Linked DNA regions of Sander lucioperca: region 1 is linked to region 2. Evidence: chromatin contacts called from public Hi-C data. All regions are on one chromosome and are shown on one strand. The core of a region is the stretch at or near the end of the contact, and the rest is flanking DNA. Distances in the headings are between cores, read along the strand shown. Region 1 holds the start of itgb1bp1 (integrin beta-1-binding protein 1). Region 2 holds the start of kidins220a (kinase D-interacting substrate of 220 kDa B).

The links. Hi-C and Micro-C count contacts between places; a contact is called where the count stands out from the background.
Region 1: a contact with region 2 is called in a Hi-C map of muscle, with 2.5 times the contacts expected there. The contact joins the promoter of itgb1bp1 here to the promoter of kidins220a in region 2. A contact is called at or near these places in 2 of 2 Hi-C or Micro-C datasets (liver and muscle).

Annotation. Positions count from the first base shown.
Region 1 is chr18:11,666,751-11,671,003 of SLUC_FBN_1.2, forward strand. It overlaps itgb1bp1 (integrin beta-1-binding protein 1), which reads right to left and starts at 2,816. Exons shown (of 7, transcript XM_031278653.2): 1 at 2,592-2,816; 2 at 1,318-1,433; 3 at 1,139-1,217; 4 at 929-1,059; 5 at 737-829; 6 at 182-331; 7 at 1-86. The coding sequence starts at 1,389. The coding sequence ends at 21. LOC116035533 (cleavage and polyadenylation specificity factor subunit 3) reads left to right here and starts at 2,939. Exons shown (of 18, transcript XM_031278647.1): 1 at 2,939-3,112; 2 at 3,223-3,286; 3 at 3,631-3,728; 4 at 3,919-4,047; 5 at 4,129-4,253. The coding sequence starts at 3,042.
Region 2 is chr18:11,536,131-11,540,840 of SLUC_FBN_1.2, forward strand. kidins220a (kinase D-interacting substrate of 220 kDa B) reads right to left here and starts at 1,909. Exons shown (of 30, transcript XM_035994393.1): 1 at 1,727-1,909. mboat2a (lysophospholipid acyltransferase 2) reads right to left here. Exons shown (of 13, transcript XM_031278969.2): 13 at 2,507-4,710.

The DNA of each region.
Region 1 (4,253 bases), core at 1,566-4,065, 130 kb after region 2:
TCTCAGCTCCCGTCCTGCTCTCAGGACTTGTCTGATGTCAGAGCGCAGTCAAAGGAAGCCGACAGCACCTTGCAGATGGACTGAGCCTGCTCCTGTTCAGAGAGATGATAGATAACATAACACACAGGGGAAATACCTCAAATCCAGAAAACATTTAATCTTATACTTTTGTCACACTCACCGAGCTGCTGCACTGGTACACCCAGATGCTGCACTCCTCTTGCTTTGCATCGGTGGTTTTGAGAGCCAGGAGGTTCTTCCCTGCACCCAGGCCATCATCGTAACACAGCATACGCACTATCAGGTACAGAGGGTGCCGGTGCAGCACATCCTGGACCAAAAGGTACAATTAAAAGCACTTTAGCATACATTTCTTCATTTGTATTACCTGGTTAAGAAAGATAACCATCATCAATCAATGTGGCTTCAGAGGTAAATCTCCGTTAATAATGTAAACAAATATTTGAGTCAGCAGCTCTGTGCAGAACCAGGTCCAAAATATAAATTGATGCTAAATTCATAACCATGCTGTTTGATGACCCAGCAATACTGCACAGTCTAATCATAAGCATTCAATGTGAAGTACAGTGTATAAACTTTTTCTTTTCTTTTTTAATTTTGGATAGGACAGCAACAGGAAAGTGGGAGAGGGAGGGGACGACACGCAGCCCAACCCAACCAGGTGAGCCACCAGGGCGCCCCAGTATATGAACTTTTCTATTGCTTTTCTACTCACACACTGGTCCAGCGACGCCACTTTGACTCCGTACTTTGACACTCCCAGAATCATCTCTTCGTCTCCCGGCACGAAGGGTAGCTTTCCATCTTGCTGTGAAAAGGAGCAGAATATTTATAGCAACTTCATAAATGAATGGTGTGATATTAACGGCTGTAAGCCTACTTGAGGGGTGTCCCTCCAGCGTCTTACCTGAGTGGCATCAATGTAGTTGATGAGGTCCAGAGGCTCCTGGAGGGTCTTGCTCATGTCAAACTGTAACTTCTCAATGGCTCCCACATACTTTACACGGAACTCAGCACATGTTTCAGACGTGCTGTTACCTATGGAGGGCATCAAAAAAATCAATCAGAAAAGAAAAAAGTAGTGAAAACTTTTAACTTCCATGACTAGTTGACTGACCTGAGCTCTTGGTGGAATCTGTATCGAGGCTGGCGACGGTACTGGATCTGGAGAGTCCTCCCAAACTGGAGTCGACAGACTACATGGAGTCAGTAATGAGAGGGTATTGGCTCAACATGGAGAAAGTGGCTCTGTTAACATTTGTGTGTGTGTGTGTGTGTGTGTGTGTGTTGCTGTACTTTGCTTTTGGTGCTGATCTCACTGCTTTGCGAGCTGCTGCTGCTGTGGCGCTTTTTGACTTTCCGGAACATCCTTCACCATGACGACTGCATCCAGACATCCAGCCTCACCTAACCTGAATCATCAACGACTGCATTGTTAAACAGTCCACAAGTGGCCTTATCAAGTCTCAATAGAGATGATGAATAATTGAATGTAGTCTAAATTCTGAATAATGGATAAATGAGAGTGTGTACCTATGGCTACATAATAATCTTGTAGCTACCCTTTGCATGGTTCAATTTTTACTGTCACAGCTGCACAGCTATTCATATTGTAGGGGTGTTAAGCTTTAAGTTAGTTAGTTCATCTTTATTAATTCAGAAAGCCTCATTATGATCTAGGTCTCTGCAAGAGAAACCTGAGAACAAGACAAAATAGTAATCACACACACACACACACACACACACACACACACACACACACACACACACACACACACACACACAGAAATCCTAATTAAAATGAACACAAAGATGCTTTAAAATATCAGCAACTTAGTTGGAAAGGCCCTCAAAAGAAAAATGTGAATCCAATAGCTAATTGTAAGAAGACCATTTATGTACCTCTCCATTCAACAGGAAGGCTGTGTTAAGAGAACGTTAGCTGTTAAATACGGTGGCACATCATAACAATAATATGCTAATAAAACACTGTAATACATACTACCTTAGTGGTTAGCTTCTCATGAAGGGGCACCAGTTAAATTGGAAACCACAAATTTGTTACACCTGCTACTGTAACAATATATCCTTCCTCCATCAGAGCAAAATGTTACTCTAGGGTTTTGTGATGGAGTCGGAGGGTGTATCGCTTACTCTATATAGTCTATATATGGTGCATCCGTACCGGGGTGAGGTTGGGGGGGGGGGCAGAAAACCCCCCCAAGACTCAAATTATACACCAGACACCAAAATCAACAGGTTACCTTTGTGAGGAACGCATAATTTATCTTGCTAACTAACCTAACGCTACATGCTCAGTAGAAGACATGATATTGCTCATCATTTGCTATATTATATTGTACGTGCGAAAAGAAAAGAAAATGTCTGGATAAAACTCATCCTACTCCACCTTAAATGTCCCCCACCGCATTTATTTTCACACTGAAGTTGAAAAGCTTTCACATGGAGGTTTGTTAAACGCCCTAGAGGAATCTAGAGCCAGCTACATAAGACCTGTTTGAACAGTCTAAATGTGCCGTTGGAGTTAAATTTCTTCAAAGAACTGTTACCTTCAGTTTGACTCTTTAGCTTCCCTTCGAGTTTCACACAGCCTACACCCAACACCACTTAAAGGGGACGCGACGAACAACTACTCCAAAAACTACTCTAAAGTTGAGTATTGAGCCGAGAGGCCTGTGGATAATATATATTGTTAAGTGTGTACAAAGCTTTAGCCTACAGAAAAGTGTTTTTGTATATGTATGATTACCGTGCCACTTGTAACATTTTAGCCATTTTAATAATGTAAATCCGTTACGGCAAAAACTGGCCCACGGCTGTCTCGGAACTTTGTGTGTCGACGCTTTTGATTTCGCGTCGGCTGTATTTTGACACACAACCGGAAGTGTGACGTCACAAGAGGGCCGTCGCTCCCTCTCTCATTTAACAAACAGTGCAGTTTACAGTATGACCGGCTTTATTTGTTCTATTTTTATATTTACCTGCAAAATTTGACACATATGGCGACAAAACGCAAAGTAGAGGTGATTGTCCCCGCAGAGGAGAGTGACCAGCTCCTAATTCGTCCACTGTAAGTTAATTTGTTCCATTTTTATATGATTTTTTTATGAATTAAGGTTTTGAGTGACTGCCTGTAACCAAAATGTAATCTTAAACGCTATTTTGTTTATGTAACTATAGGGGTGCTGGTCAGGAGGTTGGGAGGTCATGCATCATCCTGGAGTTCAAAGGAAGGAAAATTATGGTACATCTTAACTAAAGTATTTAGTTGTGACTGCATGCTGCTGTGTGACTTCAGACAGACATGTATATATCACTCTAGATTAAAATGTCTCACAATATTCCATAACCCAATAACACATTTATATTATAGAACAGCAATAACTTAAGCCTGTAATTCTGTGTTCTTAGTCTGTGCAGGCTCTCATATGCAGCCTGTTGTTATTATTGTATATGTTTTAATCATTCTATTGTTGTTTTATTGAGTCATGTGTTCATTTGGTGTACCCAGGACTCCCTGGAAAACAGTACTGCTACCAAGTTCATTATCCGGGGTGAAATAAATACAGTAATATTTGTGTTTTGCAGCTAGACTGTGGTATCCACCCTGGCTTGGAGGGAATGGATGCTCTCCCCTACATAGACTTGATTGACCCAGCTGAGATAGACCTGCTGCTCATCAGCCAGTGAGTTTTCCTTCCTCTCTTTTATGCGTTGAACTGTCTATATTTTTTAATAGTAGTATAGATGCTCAACCATACATGTATTGGTAATTTCCTAACTAAGGCATGTTCTGTTTGAATTCTATTTTGATTATATTCTAAAACATAACTAAGGATATGTCATTTGATGTTAATGTATGTATCCTCTCACCAGTTTCCACTTGGATCACTGTGGAGCTCTGCCCTGGTTTCTCCAGAAAACCAGCTTTAAAGGCAGGACCTTCATGACCCATGCCACGAAGGCCATCTACCGCTGGCTACTGTCAGATTACGTCAAAGTCAGGTAGGAGCAGGAGCAGTCGTCATTATGGCATTCTTGCAAGTTAATAATACCTACAATAATTTTGTTGTTGATTTATCGCAGCAACATTTCTGCAGATGACATGCTGTACACGGAGACTGACCTGGAGGAGAGCATGGATAAGATTGAGACCATCAACTTCCACGAGGTCAAGGAGGTGGCTGGAATCAAGTTCTGGTGCTACCACG
Region 2 (4,710 bases), core at 659-3,158:
CCACCACTGCCCTACGATGACTTAATTGCTGACCAATTTAAGCCCAAATGTTAAACTAATTCGGAAACACTGTAGTTTAATTAAAGTAACTACTACTACCATTGGCCACAAGAAACCCCTTAACCTTCAGGTTACTAAATGTTCTGTTGATCAATTTATGGATTAATTAACATATAATTTCAGCTCTATAGAGAAAGGTATATGCATATTGCATGCACAGATTTTTGTATTTATTTTCACTTTTAAAAATAAAAGCAGATTGTCAGAAAGTAATTTTGTTCTGTATCTGTCCTCACTGTCATATCAGGCATATACACTTCCACAAATAAAGTGGACTGTCACAAACAACCAGTAGGACACAGTTATATGTGTCTGTTTCAAACAGAATGTGGTTACAATAGGGCAATCAATACACTAATACAAAGGTATTAGTGCTTTTAGCATACATTTACAAGAAGAACAAGAAGAAATTAGAACAAGGCACACAAAAAGACATTTTAAATTTAGAACTTAGTTGTAAAGTGGAAACAATGACCAAACAGGTTTTTCCAGTCTTCACAAAACTTTACATAACTCAGGAAAACACAAATGGAGGGCAACTAAAATCCCAGATGATATCTTGTCTGGTTTTACTACATCAATACTCATCTATCTACTTTCAGGTCATATATGGTCCAGTATTTATGTAAAAACACAGACCACTTGATATCATCATGAAATTCATAAAACTCCTTGTCAGCTGTGCTGTTATCTGAAAACACAAACATGAACTTGCCAGATAACACTGGATAGGATCTCTAAATTTAACCAGTCAGCTCCTCATGGCTTGTCATGTGGGTATGAAACTGCTGAGGATTCAGTTCCCTGCCACATACCAGGGCCTGCTCCAAAAAACAGTTTACTGAGTTGTGTCGCAAACTTCTAAAACCAAACGTGCACCGGGTCTTTTTACATCAGCCTATGGCCAAGAGTTCAGGCGGTCCTGAGTTTTACTCTAAAAGGTTATGCATTTAAGTACGTGAACCTTCTGTTTGAAACTAATCCCTGGTCACATGGAGCTGCTGGAGAGAAACTACAGTAAAGGTCTGACAAACAGCCAACCACCGTTTCAACATAGTGGTGATAAACATGCTGTGGTGTATTGTTGACTTTAAAAAGTTAAAACAATGCTGATTTTTGATATCAATGTACTTTTATGTTTTGATCAGTCATTTCATTATTATGTCTTTTGTTAGATCTTCATTGGACCCAAGCCTCTCCTTTATAAAAAATTCAAGAAATACGCAACAGTATGCTGCATGTTTCCTGCCTGCACCTGCAAGTTCACAACAGGTATGGCGGATCAGCCGCTCTGGCTGCCTGTCTTCGTGTTGTCAACAAAAATAAACATCTGGATGACGCGCACACATACACACGCAAACACACACACACACACACAGAAAACATCACGAGTGGCATCAAATGTGACTTAATAAAGAAAGTAAAGTAATAATATACTTTCGTGTCTCTGGTCTGTAATGGACGGGTTTTGACAAGGATATTACAAGCAGACTGACTTCCCGTTACTATCACTAGGAAGCAATAGCAAAACACTCGCTAGCCAAACTCCCAACAGCTAACAGGCTAACGTTAGCTCAGAGTGGCTAGCTAACTCTCCAACAGGTACTAAGTTGTATCGCCTCCAAAAGGAAAACAAAGTACAGTGTACAACCTGAAGTACTCTTACCTAGGCTGAGCTGCTCTGGAACCGTTTGTATTTTGATTTCCGTCCGAAGAATATAGTCAGAAATACCTTGTATTCATGTTTTTGTGGCCACTTTGCGTTTGTTTAACAGAGCGTGACCGTCTACAGTAAAGTCAATAGCTCCACCTACTAATACCCCTGGTTACAGTGGCGTCACATGTGGCGAAGCCAGAAGGGGGTCGGTCAGAGAGGAACCCCCACCCTATTTCGTCTAGATTAGAACAACCCATCTGACAGGGTTACTGTTGGCAACTGGGATTTCATACTGCGCATTTTAAATGTTCTCTCAGAGCCAATTGTAGTGGGGAATAGTGTACTTTTTACTATTTTTGCAGATTCATATTTTAAAAACCTATAATGAGCATATAAAATATGATTATTTGTCTTCCGGTACATGAATCCCAATAGTGTATGAAATAGATAAAATGTGCTGCAGCTTGTGCTGATAATTCCTCTGCTCTGTATTGGTTAGTAATTTCTGATTAACACACAAGCCTCTACTCTATTTACTATTATGTGCACGCGTGTATTACAATAGATGAGGGACCAAAAAATTGTCATTGTATTACAATATACGTTGTTATCCAAGGTAGGATCCAAAAAAAAGTTTCTACAATGTGGGTGCCCATTTTTGGGGATTTTCCCTTTGCTGCATAAGCATGCCCTGGATCAAATGCTAACATTTTAACATCAGTGTTATGCCTAATAGTAATCTCCATTACTGGACAAAAACAATTAGACATATATATTTTCAAACATCAGTTTTAGTGTTTAAAAATAATTTCTCTTTATTTTGCCACATAAATCAGAATTTTATTGTACTGTTATACAAATCTTTCAATAAATTTCCTTCTGACAGAAAAATAACCGTTATGTTACACAGGCGCACACACACATACTACATGGACACATTTGCACACATGCACACATACACATACACATGTGCGCACACGCACACACACACACACACACACACACACACACACACACAAAACAAAAATGCGCCATTCATGAATTTGGCACTTTGGACATGTGGAGCAGTTTTGCATTGATCTGCTGGTTTTGGTGGCCATGCAGTGCAATAATCGCTATGTTTGTAGAATGACATCTCTTTCCCTTAGGTGGGCCACACTCGCCTACACAGGGCCCAGGCTACAAATATAGTTGAGACCACATCAACATGTACAGATCGCATGAATACTGGTACACACACAGTTATGGCAGGAATATGCAAATGTTAGAAAATCTTAAAAAGAAATAAAAAAAAGCTCACCTTTGCTTCTTTGTTATTATTTTACCTAACACAAATGCACCAAACCAACTCAAATTACTGACAATTAGAAGAAAAGAAAAAGTACGACTTCAAAGTGTTTATAATATTGTGGGCTTGAAATTCACAGACTATTTCCTGCTCTAATAGATATGTAAAAATGTGACTTTTGACTGTCTAAACAACAGTGAGGTTGCCTTTCAGGTTACCACATTTCTTTGACCAAGTCCTTAAACATGTCTAATGATACATACTTGTATCACAGGGGTGGCTGTTTGAACTGCTGCATGTTATAAAGAGTTAACTGGATGATTTGAAACGCTTAAGGTGCAAACTAAAACAACATGAGGAACCAGTGTCTCCGTCAACCTACAGTGAATGCACCTTGAAACATCTCCTATTCTAAAATAAGTTCACACAATATGAAATAAGACCATTTACCACAACAGCTGGTCTATGTCTGTGAATTTTCTACAATATTATGTCACATACATAAATAACAATCAGATTTCCTCGCAGACACATGCTAATTGCACACTTACATAGTTTGCAGCTTGAACACAATATGTGCTTTTATGCACTGTGCAACAATTTGGAAACTTTTGTTTAACATTTTGATTGGCTTGTAATAATTATGGCTACAGAATCTTTTGACAGTTAAATCAGTCTTCAGGGACTGTGGTAATCTGACTAGATTTACGTTATATTTGTAGGATTTAAGACAATTAAACTGTACGAGTGTTCAACGGTGATGGTAACAATCAATTCAAACAATTACTTAGGACTTGCATTAATTAAATAGTTTTGGATACTTGTATTACAGAGGCAAAACATTTAAACACAGGAAAACCTGTTGTGTAAAAAAAGAAAAAGAAAAAAGGACTATAACAAAATGCCACCCCTGTGAAACCAGGTCAGAAATCCTTTAAAAAAAAAAAAATCAAAACAGGGTAAATGAACTCCCTTTAAACACACATTTATCTAATGAGTCATGGTTGTCAAAAAAGCAGCAGATATGAAAAATATTAAAAGAAAAAAAAAATCCATTTAGTAACACTTGAGTGCCTCTTTTAGACTTTCCACTGCTGGAGACGGACGAGATCTGAATTCCATTTTGGGACTCTCTATGTCGGTGAATTCATCCCAGGGGAAAAAAAAAAAAAACATTAACAATGGATTTGAAATAGTGTTTTCAAGAACATCTAAATACAAAACATGTACAATGTGAATTCTTCTCCAATAAAGATTTTAAAAAAGACATAGAAATCAAACAATGTTCTGAGGATCCTAAGGCCTGTTTGAAATTGGCAGCTGATGATAAAGGTTATGTTTCTTTTACATGAACATGTTTTCCATTTCCACCTAACAGAGGTTTGTAACCAGAGAATGACAAAAACCCTCCACATACTGCACTTCTAATCTGTTTGTATATAACCTGGCACCACAATGGTGAAACTACATTTAGGTTCTTGCAGCGTGCCACCCAACTATTATTTCACTAGCTGAGTACATAGAGGGTTTAAGGCAGCTTTGAAGTCTTCATTTCCACTAATGTAATGTAAAGTAACCACTATCTCTCATAAGTTTACCCCGTGGCCATTGTTACATCCTGGTCTCTTATCCATGTCAGAAACTGTGATTGCTGTCATCCTTGCTACTGGAAGTTTTGACAGAAAATTGATTTGTGTTGTCTGTC